2 separate regions of the Hordeum vulgare genome follow, and region 2 is linked to region 1. A link is a contact called in public Hi-C data. All regions are on one chromosome and are shown on one strand. The core of a region is the stretch at or near the end of the contact, and the rest is flanking DNA. Distances in the headings are between cores, read along the strand shown.

Region 1 (3,449 bases), core at 471-2,970:
TATCAATGTGTTACAACTGACTCATTTGTTTGCTAGGCTTGCTAGTGGTGATGATCCTGCTTGCAACTACACTATCAATGGACATGAATACACAAAGGGGTACTATCTTGCAGATGGTATATACCCTCCTTGATGCACATTTGTCAAGAGCATCAAATAACCCAAAACAAAAAAACAATGTGAATTTGCAAGGGTGAAGAGGCAGCCCACAAAGACATTGAAAGAACATTCGGTGTTTTGCAATCTATGTTTGCCATTGTTCGTGGTCCTCCTCATTTTTGGGATAAGAAAACCTTGAAGAACATCATGACATGTTGTGTTATCCTGCACAATATGATTCTTGAAGATGAGAAATGATTGAACTTAGAATTCTTTTACGACAATGTGGGTAGCCGTGTCAAACCAGATAGAGACCCAATCCGCATTAGAGCTTTTCTTCAGACATACAAGGGGATTGAAAATGCAGCCACCCACTTTCAACTTCAGGAAGATCTCATTGAGCACCATTGGCAAAGGGCTGGACAGTGACTTATTTTTGTATTCATTTGTATTTGTATTAATGGCAAGTTTTGTATTGCACTATTTAAGTTTGCTACGATTATTTGAATAATTATTTGTAATGCGGACGATTATCGTATTATGTTTGTTTCGAATAATTCAGTTTGTTTTCGATTGTTGAATTATGTTGTATTTGATATTTGGGGGCTGATGATATGCGGGATGCAGCGGCGCAAAGAGCAGACCCCGCAAAGTTGATCCGTAAAAAAGTTGTTTTGCGCGAACTGCAAACGCGTTTTACGGGCCGACGGGATGCAGGATCTACTAGAGTTGCTCTTAGAGCATGGTTAATAGTACAGCCAGCTGCTGGCTATATGATGTTGACACGTCATCTATAGCCAAGCTTATAGCCCGCAAGTACAATAGGTAGATGTAAATAAGTACTACTTTATTGATACAAAGCCCACCATTAGTTAGCCAAGCTTATAGCCCGCAAGTACAATAGGTAGATGTAAATAAGTACTACTTTATTGATACAAAGCCCACCATTAGTTTGTAACCCACTTCCCTTCTCTCTCCTCCAACTCATCATAAATATAGTATTTTAAGTCTTGCAGCCTGCCAACGTCATCCTATTATACTTGCTCTTAGAGCATGGTTAATAGCATAGCCAACTGCTGGCTATAAGCAGTCTTATAGCCCGTCTTATAGTTAGCTTGTACAATAGTTAGCTATAAAATAGTACTACTTTTATCATATATGGTCCACCTTTCATTCTCACAAAGCACCTAGGAGCACGTGCTAGAGCTGACTCTTCACGAAAAGCCCGCTTCCCTTCTCTCTCCTCTTCTCTCTCATCCAACTCAGCAAAAATATACTTCCTACGTTCCTAAATATAAGTCTTTAAAGAGTTTTCATTAGTGAACTACATACGGATGTATATAGACATACTTTAGAGTATAGATTCATTCATTTTGTTCCGTATGTAGACTCATAATGAAATATCTTAAAAGACTTATATTTAGGAACAGAGGGAGTATTATTTTAATCTTTACAGCCTGCTGACTGTACCTTACTGTACTTGCTCTTAGCCGACCCCAAACTTTCCACCCCTACTGTCCATTGGGGTCCACGCTGTTTCCGGTGGGGTGCACCCCACTTTCCGGGATTCCTGCTTCCCCTCCTCTCTCTCACTTGGGTTTATTCCTTCCTCTCTTTTTTTTCCACGCTCGGCGCATCCGGAGACAGCACCCCTCATAATTGCCTGTGCCACTGGTGGTTGGACTGGCAGCCGCCTCCCCCTCCCCCCTCGACCTCGCCGCCGGCCAGCGATGGAGCGACGATCCAGCACCCGCTTCTCGCCCTCCGAGGTACAGCGCCATTCGCTACCTCCCCTCTCCTTCCCCCCCCATCCTCGCTGCCCCGATGCACCCGGGCGCTGCTCCTCGGTGCTTCATCGGCGCCACCCCTCCCCGGTGTTCGTCCTATCTGCGGCGTCGGAGGCGCTAGGATCTTCCCCTCCGATTCGATGGGAAGAGGACGCTCGCAGTCGGACGCGATCCAGTCGCTTCGATGCCGCCCCATTGCGTTTCAGAGTTCGCGGTGGTTTTTGCTGCGGATTCTGTCCTTTGCCCTCGTTTTATTAGGTTTCGTCCGGCCCGGGGGTGCTCTTGATGAAGGGGAAGGTCTCCTCTTGGACGGGGGAGATTTTATTGGATTTTTGTTGCTCTAATGCCCTTATTTTAATGAAATACTTTTTCCGTATTTGCTGCTGTTGTGGGTACTGACCATTTTTTTCCCCTTGCATGCGAATTTTGATTGTTGTACATATTGTGATTTTCCTGCTCTGGTTGCAATACGACGTGCACTTCCGTGCCACATTGTTCTGTGCTAGTGTGTAATAATGGTATCTGATGGGGGGAAATCGCTAGGGTTTTGTTTGTTGGGGCTGATTCCCAAACGGTTGGACCAAATGCCAGTTGGATGATCAGTCCAAGCAACTGTAGGGGGTAGAATTATTGGAGCATCGCATTGTATTATTCAGTTTGTACCATGGTTTTTGAGTCGATGAGTCGTTCTGGGGTAGCGACTCGTGATGAGTTGAGCCTGGCAAATCGAATCGTCAGACCTGGCAGTGCGACTCGTCAACTAGTCACGCCGACTTGAAAACCATGGTTTGTAGATAGCATTTGAGGCCTAATCTTTGTCGTCGTGGTAATTTAAAATGGTTAGAGGTTATTCCAGTCTAAAGGGTTTGTTAGTATGCAATATGTAGCATATGCGTTAAGCTGCGCCTATTTGTAAATGGACACCAAAGCTTATTGTTTTCCGTTTGCCCCCTAGATGTGACCAGTGAAAACAATCAGTTGCAGCTCGATTTTGATTGAAAAATATTTCTGAACACTCATCTTCTAGTATAAGAGCATTAGGCATGAAAATATTATGTTTACTCCTGATGGAAAACCACTCAATCTGTTCCTTAATAGCTTCCTCTGAAAGAATTTCAAGTCAATGGACACAAGGCGGGCAAACAATGTCTATGCATTATTGTTTTGTACTTGCTTATCCATTTTGGAGCGAGGGTGGGGTAAAACAATCACTAGTAGATCTGTACGTGCAATGCACGTTTATATTAGGCAGTATATTAGTTGCACGTGGACATTTGGTAGGATAGTATTTGTGTGTTAATTATATGATTAGCGCTATATTTGTTATGATATTAATTGCACGCTAAACATGTTGAGCGCTCGTCATTGGAGCAGTCTAGGTTATTGGATTGACCTGGTTTGATGACCGAGATTAGTTGGATCTGCTCCTTAGGGTCTGTTTATATTGGTATGGATGAAGTGCTTCATAGATCGGTTCACCTAGTTTCAGAGTTTGATATGGATCATCTAAACAATATAATTATTACTATGGATGGTGTTATTGTTGTGCTATGTTGCGTATAT
Region 2 (3,449 bases), core at 310-2,809, 150 kb after region 1:
GACCATGGTGACGGTGAGAAGGCCCGACCGCGGGGGAAGACCAACTCGAAGAAGAAGGACACGCGGGACGCGGCGTCGATCGCTTGCTTGAAAAGGTGGAGGGCATGTAAGCAAGAAGGACTTGAGGGGGGAGAAGCGCTGGTAAGAAAAGGAAGAGAAAATGCACGCCTTCATGGAAATCCAAAGGAGGAGGCTCGAGATGGACGCGTTGGGGCAAGCCAAGATGCTTGAGTTGGAGAAGGCGAAGCAAGCCAAGATGCTCAAGATCGAGGCCACCAATGCCAGGACCAATGCGAAAGAAGTGTCCCTCGCAAGCATGAAGACGGGCACAGAGATCATGAAGGTTGATCTGAACACCGTGTCACCGAGAAAGAGGCTATGGTTCGAGAAGATATAGGCCGAAATGCTCAAGTTCGAACAGCTGTGATCTGCGACGGAGATCACGAAACCTTTTTTGTATGCCGGCAAGTGTGCTGGCATGACCACGGGCCGACATGGCGTGGTCGAATTTGGTGTGCTGGCATGTGTGTCGGCCGCTGGCAAGTGTGCCAACATGAACTGCGTGGTGGTTTAATGTAGGCTGGCAATGTATGTCGGTCGCTGACATGGTGCCGACATGAACTCTTGGCGTTGGCATGCTGGCCAATTTTATCGAATGCGCAGACAAAAAACGGGTCATCATCGTTGGGCGCGCGACCGACCCAAAAAAAAGCGGGCGGGCGCGGAGCGGGCCGCCGTCCCAAATGGACAAAAAGCGGACAAAACCACCGTCCGTTTGGGTCGACCGGCTGGAGTTGCTCTCAGGGCCATGGGGGTGCAGTGGATCCCGATCCTTGCCAGTGGGAGGACTCATTTTTACTTTTTTTGGAGTTTTTGTTAGGGTAGTATCCAACTCAGGAAGTCGAGATGCGCGACGACTTGATGAAAATAAAATAAGGTTCTTTTTGTCTAACCCCCGTTTCGACGGTGCGTTTACTATCATTGATGAGCGTGTGGAGATGTGTCTTTGGTTGAACTATCTTTGATGGATGTGTTCGGATCCGATCGTTGTTCGTCTACGTCTGCATGTCTTCAGATCGGATCCTCATGATCGATGCTATTCTTCATCGGCGGTGGTTTGTTGTTCTGATGCGGCGATTCATTGGGCCTTAGAACAACGACTTCCCAACTATTTACCACTTCCTTCATAAGGAAATATAAAATCACTTAGATAACGTGATCTAAACGCTCTTATATTTCCTTACAAAGAGAGTACACCAAGTTTTGTCCGGCTTCATCGAGGGAGGGCAATGATGGCGACACACCATTGACCCACTTCTGTCTTTGTAGTCGTCGGTAGATGGTCTGTGGACAAGAATGTAAATTTTTATTATTTATGGTGTTCGTTGTACGTCATGATTGAAGAAGAATAAATTGAAAAATTATTAAAAGAACTTTGTAAAACAACTTGTATAATAACCGAGGTAAAACGGGGTACATCTTGCAATTCACCTTGGGCCTCTCTTCACTTTCTCTCTCCTCATCATCCCATCCCTGGACTGGAGAGCAAAAGCGGCACGCGCATACACCGATACACGCACCTCCCTCCCTCCCTCCCTTTCTCTCTCCCCACCAGCAAGAGAGAGAGAGAGAGAGAGAGAGGCAAGCTGCCCTGCCGACCTCCGCCACCGCCGCCGCTCCCGACGCGATGGCCCGCCTGTTCCGCGACCCCCGCCGCGACTCCGCCTCCTCCTCCTCCAATGGCTTCGCGCCCCCGGCCGCCGCGTCGCCCGCCGCCTCCGCGCTCCCGTCGCCGTTCCCCGACCTCGGCGTGCAGCTCTCCGCGGCCGAGCTCCGCGAGACCGCCTACGAGGTCCTCGTCGCCGCGTCCCGCACCACCGGCGGCAAGCCCCTCACCTACATCCCCCAAGCGGGCCCGGCCTCCCCGGCCTCGGCCTCCTCGGCGTCCTCCGCCAACAGCTCCTCCTCGTCGCTCCAGCGCTCGCTCACCTCGGCCGCCGCCAGCAAGATGAAGAAGGCGCTCGGGCTCAAGTCCTCGGCCTCGTCCAAGGGAGGCAGCCCGGGGAGCGGCGGCGCCGGGGCCAAGGCGGCCCCGCGGCGGCCGGCGACGGTCGGGGAGCTGATGCGGTCGCAGATGCGCGTGTCGGAGCCCGCCGACGCCAGGATCCGGAGGGGCCTCCTCCGCATCGCCGCGGGTCAGGTAGGATCTCTGAGTTTGTTGCGGTTGTTAGCGCGTTAAATCTGCGGGATTCGAGCTGAAATGCCGCTTAAAGTTTGCTCATTTGATCGCCATTTTCGTGCTGGCTTGAATTCCGTGTCGGCAGATTGTGGTAGATCTGGGGTGGGTTCAGCCTGCCGCGCCAAAAGCATAGAAGCGTGATCTTCGTTTTGGTTCTGGTTTGGTCAGTGTTCTTCGCAGTTAGTTGGAGGGCTCGAAGAAATTTCAAATTCGGCTGAAAATACGCTTATTTTCTCACTTTCTATTTTTGGTTTCCGTATCTCAAGTCGAGCTGAAATGCAACTGGCGAGTATGCGGGCCTTTTCTCGCGAGGGGTGTGAAAATAGTTTTCTTTCCTTTTTTTTAGCTTGATTGAATCTCATAATTGTCAGTTGTGTCGGCTGCAATGGAATAATTCACTTTCCCCCCGCTGATCGTCCCATTAATTATATTTATATACTCGTGTAAGGCTGGTTGTAATGGGGAGTATCATATACGAGTATTAGTATCATGTATATGATACTAGTGTTAGGGATGTAGGCGGGCATCCCGCATAATCCCGCATAACATAATATTAGTTCAAATTAAGGTAGGGATGTAGAGCGGCACCCGATCCGTCCCGCTTCCAAGTCAAAATATCTTAGGTTAGTTATAATTTTTTGGTCGAATTTACCTTAATTTGAACTAATATTATGTTATGCGGGATGCCCGCCTACATCCCTAACACTAGTATCATATACTCCCTCCACCTCAAAATAAGTGTCTTAACTTTGTACTAGCTCTAGTACAAAGTTGTACTAAGCTTGAGACAGTTATTTTGGGACGGAGGGAGTACATGATACTACTATATGATACTCCCCATTACAACCAGCCTTACACGGGTACACATGACATACCATCAAACTGATAAACATGGAGTAATAGGTTTATTTTTATTATATAACTAGTGGGGGAACAAGGAAGGCAGGAACCATGGTAAATGTCATGATTCTTATCTTGATACGGGGTTTTGCTTCAGTGACAAAGTGCACTGGAATTAATGGGGACAAAATGGGAAAATATACCACAAAAGCAGAAAATTCATGGACATGGATGCTAATCCAGTGCACCATGCAAAGGACAGTGTGTATTAAATGGATCAACGAGCATAAGAAGTTGATGATATATACTAATAGAACTTCTAACAACTTGCTCAACTATCGTTTGCATTCAGAAGACAGAGTAGAAAATA

What was found. A called contact is a pair of places that touch in the nucleus more often than the background predicts.
Region 2: a contact with region 1 is called in a Hi-C map of seedling, with 2.9 times the contacts expected there. The contact joins the promoter of LOC123452684 here to the promoter of LOC123452649 in region 1. A contact is called at or near these places in 4 of 6 Hi-C or Micro-C datasets (leaf and seedling) and 1 of 1 datasets of contacts at active chromatin or transcription factors (embryo).

What each region holds. Positions count from the first base shown.
Region 1 is chr5H:397,591,365-397,594,813 of MorexV3_pseudomolecules_assembly, forward strand. It overlaps LOC123452649 (protein SAWADEE HOMEODOMAIN HOMOLOG 2-like), which reads left to right and starts at 1,721. Exons shown (of 9, transcript XM_045129350.1): 1 at 1,721-1,868. The coding sequence starts at 1,830.
Region 2 is chr5H:397,738,130-397,741,578 of MorexV3_pseudomolecules_assembly, forward strand. LOC123452684 (protein unc-13 homolog) reads left to right here and starts at 1,560. Exons shown (of 5, transcript XM_045129389.1): 1 at 1,560-2,200. The coding sequence starts at 1,688.